Regions from separate parts of the Mus musculus genome. Here region 2 is linked to region 1. Evidence: chromatin contacts called from public Hi-C data. All regions are on one chromosome and are shown on one strand. The core of a region is the stretch at or near the end of the contact, and the rest is flanking DNA. Distances in the headings are between cores, read along the strand shown. Region 1 has its middle 43 kb from the start of Gm34983. Region 2 has its middle 36 kb from the start of Gm20110.

What was found. A called contact is a pair of places that touch in the nucleus more often than the background predicts.
Region 2: a Hi-C map of the N1E-115 cell line shows a contact between it and region 1, with 4 times the contacts expected there. The contact joins two enhancer-like sites. A contact is called at or near these places in 5 of 39 promoter capture datasets (the 3T3-L1 cell line, embryonic stem cells, hippocampal neurons and 1 more), 2 of 15 datasets of contacts at CTCF or cohesin (embryonic stem cells and pro-B cells), 38 of 484 Hi-C or Micro-C datasets (B cells, the C2C12 cell line, DN3 thymocytes and 21 more) and 3 of 115 datasets of contacts at active chromatin or transcription factors (embryonic stem cells, fibro-adipogenic progenitors and microglia).

What each region holds. Positions count from the first base shown.
Region 1 is chr10:99,414,352-99,419,910 of GRCm38.p6, forward strand. No RefSeq gene overlaps it. Among named protein-coding and RNA genes, the nearest start is that of Gm34983, 43 kb to the right of the region's middle. Within about 2 kb of position 2,615, at least 36 of the 459 cell types and tissues checked have an H3K27ac peak or open chromatin away from gene starts, as enhancers often do. A contact at or near this core is called in the N1E-115 cell line, Th2 cells and pro-B cells, where this site is marked.
Region 2 is chr10:99,570,766-99,576,324 of GRCm38.p6, forward strand. No RefSeq gene overlaps it. Among named protein-coding and RNA genes, the nearest start is that of Gm20110, 36 kb to the right of the region's middle. Within about 2 kb of position 3,461, at least 13 of the 459 cell types and tissues checked have an H3K27ac peak or open chromatin away from gene starts, as enhancers often do. A contact at or near this core is called in the N1E-115 cell line, Th2 cells and pro-B cells, where this site is marked.

The sequences.
Region 1 (5,559 bases), core at 1,365-3,864:
GTAGATAACAAACTCTAACAGGATAAGGATTTCTTTTGTGCACCCGTGTGTTCCTGTTCTGTAGTGCCTAGTACTGTGTGGTATGCGTGTTGGGGACCAGCCGTGGTTCAGCATCCTCTGTTTCCTCCCTCAGAGTGACCAGGTGCTGGAAGGATGAAGCAGAGTTTGGAATGGGTGGGGTCTGCAGGCTCCAGGTTTGGCTAGGAGTGGGTGGGGGGATGGGAGGGTAGGAGGGTGGGATATACCTTCTCCAAAGAAGGCCTTCTCTGAGGATTTTAATGTTATAGCTCTTTTAGACTACATCCAACGGAGCAGTTCTCTTAGATAATCTTCAGAAAGACAGCTGGTGTGCGTACACCTTATACACCAAGGGCTATATATGAATCTTGGAGAGTGGGAAGGAGTTTTCAGGGTGAATGTAAAATCATTGGCTAGAGTTTAAAGTACTATGAATGCCCTGCTGGAAAAAGGGGAGTCCCCCATTTTGTACCAAGTTCAGAGGTAGACTTTGACCTTAATTAGCAGGATTTCCAAACAGTACTGAGCCCAGTTTTTAAAATCCCTCAAGAAATATTTATTCAGTTACTTTTAAAGTTATACATATATACATATATGTATGCATGCGTGTACACACATGTCTACTAAGGCACAAAGCGTGTAAAGGCCAGAAGACAACTTTGTGTTTCATTTCTCACCTTCTACTTCATCTGAGACTGAACCGTTATGAGCCACTATGTCAGGCAAACTATTGGTACATGAGCTTCCATGGCATCTTCTGTCCTCACCTCCATGTATGAGAACTAGAATTACAGGCGTGCCATACTATATCTGGCTTCACCTAGGTTGTGGGGAATCTGGCCTCAGATCCTCACGCTTGCTGCCTAATCCCTTAACCATCACCCTCCTGAGCCACTGCCCAAGACGGTAAACTGAAGGTGTGCAGGGTGGTTCTCTCACACGCTCGTCATGATGTAGCTATGGCTAGTGAAGCCATCACTACAGTAAAGCAGGCTAGCATCCTCGCCGTTTCCTGTGTCCACCTTTCCACCTTTCCTGAATATAGGAGACCCTGTTAGAGAATTCGCATCATCTCTCATGCTATCAAGCATGCGATTATCCATCTATTCAATAATATGGTAGGAGAGGAAACGACACATAGCCCACCATTCCAGAGATTTGTGTTGTGTGAATTGCTGTGTGGGTTTTCCCAGATGCTATAAGGGGAAAGATTTTATTTTCATGATGCACTATGAATATCCTTTCAAGTTTACAGAACCTCTAAGCACTCTAAACTTTTAGAAATTTATTTTACATCCGATTATTATTTTCAAAGATATTTAAGGAAGAAATAGAAAGTTATTTTCAAAGTTTTTTTTTCTTAAAGCTGAGGTAGAAAAGAGTTCTAAACATCTCTGCAGTAACTGGATTTTATATTCTAAATGTTTCTTCTCACACCAATGATCAAAACAATATTACATTTAACATACCTTTTAGGCATACTATAAATATGAGATTATTTTACTAAAACGTTACTTGAGTTCTTACCTAATTTTAGTTCTATATTTGGTCTCATTATAATTTGACTCAGGTCTCTTCAAAAATCAATGTTCCCAGTTTGAGATTTCATTAGCTACTTACTTATGACTAGAGGTGTGATTATCTAAAATTTCCTGCTTCGTTCTTATGAGCGCTAGATCAGATTTGAAAAGTAATTATCCCATTTAATTTTAATATTTTTCCATCTCTGGTTATGAAGTAAGCTAAGAAGGTATTTATTCAATCAGAGAAGTCCAGATCCTCTACGTTTTAATATGGTTCTTGAACTTACGGTTTTTACTTGAACTTATTCAAAGTAATTTCTCAGTTACTTGGTGGTTTTCATTTTTAAAACCAGCATGACGGCTCCCCTGCAGTTCTGTGACTTAACTGGGGACCCTTTACTGTACTTTCTCTGTGAAGGAATTGCATCAGCTTGGGTTGGTCACACAGTGTCGGCCACTTTTCATGCAAGCAAGGCTTGCTGGAGCCACGTGTCCCAGCCCAGAGCAATCAGTGAGGGCTTTGGCATGCTCCTCTTGCTAATCACAGGAGGTTAACGAAATTGTAAACTCTGAGATAATGTTACTTTGGGAAGAGACCTGGGTCCAATTATCACGGGCAATTCTCAAATGGAATTAAAATTAGGAAGAAGGAAGTACCAGTTGATTGCGATCTGGCCAATCTCAGCGCTGCAAGGGTCAGATGTTTTGTATTTATTCAGGTTGTAGTTCACTCGTCCACAGCTATAGTTGAAATTAAGACCTCATTTTGGGGAACGTGTGATCATTCCCTGGCATGGTCTGCCTGTTTTCTTTAAAAGAGATGCATCAAATTGGAAACTGGATGAACCGAAAATCAATGAGCAGGAAAGGAACGAAAGGTCTAATTTGTTAAGAAATTACACTGATGATAATTGATAAAAATTTGAGGGAGAAATCAAAAAGAATTTTTTTCCTAAGGTAAATTGCAAAGGTGGAATTAGAAAAAAAAAATTCCCTCAGTTTTAATATCTCATCTGCATTCAAATTAGGTTTTATTGTATTCTTTCAAAACCACAAAAACAGATAATTATCTCAAAAGGATGTTATAGAAATTGCCACTTCAAAACAGAACCACCAAGGCCCTGCTTGCTACTTGGGTAGGCAGGAAGTGAGTTTGAAAAAAAAAAAAAAACCCAACACACAGAAACACTAAAACTTTTCTTCTTTTCTTTGTGACACTTTCTGACTAAGATCCAGACAATCTTTGAAAAATCTTAAAATAAGGATCTTCCATCTTCTTTAGATGTCAGGGTGAAGAAAGCACAAAGCTCCCAGAAGTCTCTCAGTGACAAGCACTGCAGTTGTCTGCAGGCCCCGTCAGGAAGGCATTGTGTTCTGCCCGCATTAACAGAGTTCCTCGTAGGTGGTGGGTGCCAAGATCATCCTGGACTCAGGAACCAGATTTTAGTGGGGGAAAAACATCTAAAAGGAAGTGAAAATGAATTGAATACCAAACTTTTTTTCTGTTTTTTTTGTATGTGTGTGTGTATGTATGCACATGTTTATGTAAGTGTGTTCATGAGTGTGTGCTTATGTATATACATGGATATAAATAGATTCGTTTGTATGCATGTAGAATCCAAAAAGTTGAAGTCTGGTATTTTTTTTAATCACTCTTTCTTTTGTTCTTTCTTTCTTTTTTTCTTTCTTTCTTTCTTTCCCTTAACAATTAAAAAGTTTAATTAAAATATAATCATTTCATTTCCCCCCTCCTTTTGTGATGGTTTGAATGAGAATGGCTCATGTAGCAGGGACAGCAGGGCTGCCTCTTTGTAAACGCTGTCCCCACCCCCATACTCCCCCCTCCCGCCATCCCACCCTCGCTCCGCCCCCAAGCAGCTCCTGCAGGAGGACCTGTTTGAGGACTGCTGAGAGACCAAGGATTGCTCATGCAAAGAGTGCCAGCCAATCAGGAACTGCTATTTGGAAGAGGTGTTTTCTTGGGACCAATGGGGGCGCGGGTGGAGGGTATTAAAGGAGTTTGCTGCAGGTTTCTCACCTGCTCTGTGTCATTGATTCTTCACCAGCTCGGTTCCAACCCCCAAGGGCAGGTAGAGTCCTTTGGAGAGCTGTCCAGAGCACAGGCAACAGGACTACATAAGCTCATGTATTTGAATATTTGTCTTCCATTTGGCGGCTGTTTGGGAGATATTAAGAGGTGTAGTCTTGCTGTGGGCCAGTTTGAGGTTTTCAAATCATCTCACCATATCTATTGCGTTCTCTCTCTCTCTCTCTCTCTCTCTCTCTCTCTCTCTCTCTCTCTCTCTCTCTCTCTCTCTCTCTCTCTCTCTCTCTCTCTCTCCTGCTTGCTCATTGAGACGTGAGCTTCCAGCATCGCTCCAGAAACCTGCCTCTTGCTCCCACTGTTCCACCATCATAGACTCATTCTATGAAACCATAAGCCCCAAATAAACTTTTTTTTTCTATGATTTTCATGAACATAGCATCTTATCCCAGCAATGACAAAGCAGCTAAGACTCCGTTCCTCCCTCCAACCTCTCCTGTGTCCTCTACCTTTGACATTTTCCGTGTTTCTCTCCTTACTTCCTTTCAAATTCATGGACTCTTTTTCATTATTGTCACACACTGAGTGTTGTTTGTGTGTATGTGATTTGAGGGGATACCATTTGGTGTTGGGTAATCAATTAGGGGGCTCATTCAAGGGGAAAACTAATTCTCTCATTTGTTGCCTGTGTTTGGTTTCAGAACTTCACCCCCCACCCCCCAAAAAGGGACTGAGGTACAGATTTTACATATCAAAGCAGGTTCTCCCAGCATCCCTCAGTCCCTGACTGGCATACCCTGCCCCCAACCTTGAATTTTCCAGTCCAGGGGCTGGGCTGCCCTTCCCCCAGGGACTCTTCCCTACATAATGCAGAGATTTTGATCTCTCTCTTCTCTCCCTCTCTCTGCAAGAGCATCCTTTCTTTCTCTTCTGCCTCCTCTCCCTTTTCTCTCCCCATGGTGACTTCCCTGGCCTTGATCTTTGGGTCCCCAAGAGCAGCTTGCAAATAAACCCATTTAGTGTAATCTAACGTGGCTTGAATGGACTCATTTCACTAGAATAGGCATTTTGTCACTTAAAGAACTTGAGGCTCAGCCAGCAGTCAGAGAAGGAATTCAGTATTAATTTATACTGATTATATTAATTTACATTAAATTGTATCTCCAAATATGAGGTTCTTCATATTTCCTAGAATGTTCAACAAGATACAAAGTTATATATATATATATATATATATATATATATATATATATGTATATATACATATATATATGTGTATATACATTTATAGATATATACACATATACATACACACATATATTCACACACATGTATGGCTATCTATCTTTATATACAGATATATAAACCATATATAAGCCATTCATATGAAATTATGTACTCTTTATAGACCAAATAAAATGTATATTTGATGCATTTCTTTACGTTTTCATTGAATAGAGTCTATGTTTCATTGCTCCCTGTGGGAAAAAAAATGTGATGACAGTGTAATTCACTTCTTTATGGAACCAAAGTTAAAAATACTCATAACTCCGATAGTTTTGGAATGGTACAAAGCATTACTAAAACTAACATCTAATTATATACAAATACACTTATTAGTGCGTATGTCTGAATGTAGAATGCAATAATAATCAGGCATCGAATCGGATGCTAATTATAATCTTCTGAGTGGAGAGGCACTGTGACGTGGAACAGAGCAACAGCAGCACGTCGGAGCTGCATAATGAATCCAAACAACACTTGGCAAAATAAGTGAGCCAATTACAAATGTGTAATTACTGATTGAATCATTGCTTGAGGGTGATTAATGGTGAGAAGAGAGGGAAAGAGGATGTTTTCGTCCTATTGTGGTTTGGTACTAAATGTGAGAAGAGGACTCTCCAGGAGGATACTGGAGGAACAGCAGACATTTCAGGTTGGAGTCATTGCTCTTGTCTAGGCCATGGGTGGTCA
Region 2 (5,559 bases), core at 2,211-4,710, 160 kb after region 1:
ATCCTTACTCTCACCTCCTTGCTTTTCACAGTCCTATCAGGAATCACTGGACTTCAGAGATTAAAAAAAAAGTTCTCTTTTCTTTGAAGACCCCATTCTGTAGTAAACTGATAGCCAAGTGGCTTTGCAACAGTTAGCACACTGGGGGATTTGACAAGAAGTCACAATGTTGAAAGGTGGCATTGTGTGAAGTGTCTTTAGCTAAAAATGGGGAAGACACCACTTTCCCAGCATAAACTGTGCTCTCTTACAAATAACTTGTAGCATCAGTTCATGGTTTTAAACTTGCCAGCAATCACCGCTTGGAGGCAAGAACTACTCAGGACACTGGAGGGGAAGCGGGCTCACTGGTTCATTTTACAGGGAAGAACTTGGGGGTTGACTTAAGTGGATATGGAAAGCTGGGGGTTGGGGAGGCTGCAGGTTGGTGCTTGGGAAAAGAGTGGGCTGCATCTTCTACCTCCAAGATCATTCTCCTGGGGCAGTTGGGCCAAGAGCCTGCCCCAGAATTTCTGCTACTTGTCTCGGCTATGCCTCTGGACATCTCAGAGGCTGCTCCTGTAATGTTCTGCATCTCTGTTGATCTCATCATCGTGCTTCATCGACTCATAGTTTCAAGTCTTACTGTGGGAGTCTGATAGATGACAATCCATATGACCTGACTCTACTGTAGGATGGGAAAAGACCTATTGTTTATGGAAGGTATTGTTTATAGAGGGTACAGATGAAGTTTTGGCTACTGTTCCCTGCCACTCCTCCACAACAAACTATACAAAGTCGTAATAATATAGTTTCCCATGAAGTAATTATATTGTTTTTTAGTGAGAAAATGTGATCAATAGCTACCATAGAGCTGTATGCTATAGCTCTACATTACAAATGTGGAATACTGTTTGTCCAATGTCAATCACTTATGAGTAGATAAAGCCTTGCAGGGTACATCAACAGACAGCCCACCATTGATAACTGTACACCTGGCCACAAGCCTTCCTCTTAGTGGCCAGCTAACATCTGGGAGTCATCTGCTGACCCCTCCAGTGAGTTACACAACTCAGAGACGGGGGGTGGGGGGGGGTTGTCAAGCCTCATTCCAAATATGCTGGGTGTCTTGTGCAAGGACCTACCTGAGCTTTCTGGTAACCTGTTCTGATAGGCTCATTTTACCTGCTCCTTTTTCCTGCCCTGCTACTGATGTCCCTAGATTCCTGGCTCAGCTTGGATTTCATTTTTCTCCCAAGAGAAAGCTGGTTGAGAGTGACAGAATTGCTGGTTTCCCCTTAGATGTTGGCTCTTCTATCTGCAACATGCCTTTCTCCTTGGACTCTTGGATTCTTATTACTATAACAGACATTTTCATATTCTCTCTCTCTCTCTCTCTCTCTCTCTCTCTCTCTCTCTCTCTCTCTCTCTCCCCCCCCCCCCCCAGTAACTCTAGATAGAAGCAAATGGAATGAGAGAGAAAAAAATGTGTGTGTGGTATTTCTTTGGCGAGCAGAGCAGATTGGTTCTCCAACCCCAGCATCTGCTCTTCAGCTGGGACTCCTTTCTGGTCTTCATTACTCTGACAATCAAACTCAACCTGCCGGCTAGCAATTCGCATAGGTGCGCCTGTGCTCTTCTGAACGCCATGTTCTTTTTCTCTGCTTCAAATTTTACCTTCCAGCTTTTTTTTGTTTACCTTTAATCTCCCCAACAAATAGTTACAAATCCCCTTCTATCTAGTCCTAAACATTTGCAAAGCCCAGAGCTTGGGAATAAATAAAGACCACACCTCATATTTCTAAATTCTTAAAGTGTATCCATGAGGCTAACAGAGAAGGCACAAGAGAAGGGGGTGGGTCAGAGAAGGATTACAGATGACAGAAATAAGGCAGATTAATGCAAAAGAGATACAGCTTGCTTGAAATGAGGTGTACTGCACTCCTGAGTTTATAATAAAATACGTAACCTCTATTTTTGATTAAAACCCAAGCCACCTGTAAAATGCTTCCTAAAGCTAACTTTAGAGTCGAGATTCGTAGACTCTAGAGTTTAGTATCAGAGTGTCAGAACCTAGGAGAGTATAGAGAATACTCACCAGCCTTAGCTTTCTACCCCATCTCTGTACAGCCCCTCAAAAGGATTTGCATGTGGGTCTGTGGGTATTGAACCTGCGCCTCCAGGGGCCGTTGGCATCACATCCCTGTAGAGGTCATTCTTTATGAGTAGACAGCACCCCATTTTACTCCTACTAGGTTAATATGAGGTCTTAAGACATTCCACATGGGGCCTCAGGCCACTGAAGTGGCAACTACTGGGGTCCTGGATTAGAAAGTGGGGTCTGTGGTAGGACAAGTGGTAGTCTGAAGGAGGATGACCTCTTGGCTCTGTAGCTTCCACAGCCGTAGAAGAGGACACGGAAGTAGAATTCCTGTTGCTGAAGCACTCTTGCCAGGGTTAATGGTGTCCATATTGGGGTGTGCTTCCTTCTTCTCCCGGGGTTCTCTTCCTCCGTGATGTCTAATGGAGTCGAACTCACTTCTCAAGCAGCATGGCATGTTGGGTCTCCTTCCAGAAAACCTTAATTCTCCTAGTATGTAACTCATTTGTCCTAAGATGGCAATAGCAAAAGACCGTAAGTCACTTAAGCACTGTGCACCCAGTTTTCTTTTAGGGCTCTCAAGAGATTTGGAAAAGTCAATATGTGCAGAAAGCTATATCGAAAGAAGTATTAAGTACTATAACTGCTAGCTGTGTACTCACACAGCACCCCGTTCTTACGCAGAAAGGCTTCATGTTGCTTTATTATATTTCCATTAGCGCCGTCTCTTCTGGCAACGTGCTATTGAATGCAAGGACTTAAATTGATTTAATTCTGTACTCTGAGCACAAAACCCAATGTACATTACTTAGTTGCTGCTCGGTAAATAGATTTGGGGTAGTTAAATCATCTTTTGGCAACTTGGAATTTGCTCCCGCAAGTGTTTATGCTGTGGTCTCTGCACGCCTATAAGGGAAGTGCCTGGGATTGAGCTCAGCTTCCTAGAACTTTCCAACTGTACGCACTTAGAGAGTTAGATGGGCAAGGTAGAACCAACCCCGAACCATGTCACTGGGTGGCTGGCAAAGAGAAGGAATATTCAAGTGGCATTCTTAAGGATCAGTTACATCTGTCCAAGATGCTGATTCTGTGTCACGACAAAAACTTCTCATCCACGACATCCCATTATGGAATGCTGTCTATGTCTTTGTAGGCGCCGACGAACGTGCAGGCTACTTTCCCAAGGTCTTTGTGACCAAGTGTTTTCTCAGCATCTTCCCTCTGAGGTGTTTGTGTCACTGTTAGTCTTCATTGGACCTGCTTATTCTGATGACTTGCAGATGAACAGGGCTCCGGAAATACGGCCAGGAGAGGGACCGTAAAGATGTTTGCCTGATTACGATTGCGAAACCACTCTGTCAAGTTTTCCCTATCATTTACTCAAGTGGTTGCTAGGTAATTTCTAGTCCAGCTCCACAATTAAAGTGAAAGGGCCTGGCAGCCAGCTCATCACTCGGTGGTTCTTCCGCTCGAGCTGGGCCTGAGCTGTGATCAGATACAACAGAATGCTTTGCACGGGACCTAGAAAACCCAAGCAAAGGGCCGCAGAAACCCTCCTCAGCGAGTCCAACCTCATTCTGGGAACATTGTTCTCTCAGTGACCCATAGGATGATAAAAGTGTGTTCTTTTTGTGCTTGCAGAGCTATGTTTAAGGTTTTCCCTTCTCCCACCCCAAAAGAAAACAGAAAGGAGGAAAAAAACAAACCTACTTAAATTACAGGGCATCTAAAAACAATATTAGGTGTTCTTTGAGTTTTCAAGTAATTATAACTATTCTAAAGTAATTGGCTTTACAACAAAGACTTGGACAGCTAAAGTGTGGAGAGTCCAAGACTCAGAGCGATTTCTGTGTTTTAGCTTACTTAATCTTCATGAATATCCTACTAGGTAGGAAGTCCTATTGTCTTTATGTTACCAGTGAGAAATGGAGGCATAGGAAACTATAGATTCACTTAGGTTCAAATGTTCCAAGGGTTAAATCTAGGTCCTTGTGTATACTAAGCATGGTTTGAGTCACTGATCTGTATCTCCATCCCCAGAATTAGGGCCATAGATTAAGGATACAGGGCCAGCATTCAAGCCTAGCCTGTTTTGTTAGTCTGATCATTTCACAGCCTTTTTTTTTTTAAATGTGGCAAAGACACATTTATTCATCAATTCTTCACTAGAGAGACCCCTTCTGAGCTATATTTTAAGGGAAGGAAATTCTAAGGGCATAATGTTAGTGAAGACTTTGTAGTTCCTGCTTTTTGTTATATATATTTTAATTCTTACTTTTGTTCTTTGTTTTGATTCAGGGTGTTGCTGTGTAGCTCTTGTTACTATGATCTCAAGAGATCCACTTTCCTCTGTCTCCTGAGTGCTGGGGTTAAGGGGGTGCCCCATCATGCCTGGCTTTAATTTTTCATTTTTAAGCCATATTAAATAAGATGTGATACAAATGAATTTGCAAATTTTCAGTAATGGAATTTCACATTACCATATTGCCCGTATTGGTATTTTGGTCCTCGTAGGATATGGGGCTGATCTCTTAAAATGAAGATTTTTTTTTTTCTGAATGAAATACAATCAAGGTTGAAGAGAATGCAAGGCACTTTCTCCATTGCTAGAATCAATGTCAACCTGACATAGGGGTCTTGTTTCCATGGCAACACATCAAGGCATTAACCGTTTGTTGCAGAGCTGACATGAAGACGAGAATTTCCATCTGGGTTTATTTGCTCTGTTACTCCTGTGCTTAGATCCTTCACTTTCTTTGACCTTCAATCTTCTCACAAATTAAAAGTAACCAGTTATTATTCCGCGTCCAGTGGAACTTCTTGTAATCTGGCAAAAGCGGTCAAATCTTGAATGAGCTCTGAGCTTCCCAGAAGAAGCTTCTCAATGGCTTCAAGTGTCTTTCCTTTGTTGCATGTTGTGATTCTCCTTACTCTGACCCCAGTGTTGGTGGCTAGACAGAAAAAAAGAAAGAAAGAAAAAAAGAATATTCTCTCCTCCCTCCAGTCTTTGCACCTGTTGTTTACATAAAAAGGAGGTGGGGGGAGAGGGTATATCCGGAGGCACAAGCAAGGCAGAAGAGTGATGGTGGCCCGGTTATGATGATTGTCTTGGGACAGCTTTGAAATTGAGCCAAATTCCCCAAGTCTCTTAACACCCATAGAGTCCAGTACGTTCAGTCCATTGTTTTTCTTTTTTTCCCCTTCCTTCCTTCCTTCCTTCCTTCCTTCCTTCCTTCCTTCCTTCCTTCCTTCCTTCCTTCCTCCCTCCCTCCCTCCCTCCCTCCCTCCCTTCTTTCCTTTCTTTCTTTCTTTCTTTCTTTCTTTCTTTCTTTCTTTCTTTCTTTCTTTCTTTTTAGAAATACTGTGCTTTAATGCTTTAGAAAGAAAAATCACATCTAGTGTAAAACAAAAGAATCTTTGGATTGGCTTACCTTTAAAATGATATGATAATTATGAGTAATATTTAGCAGGCTAATACA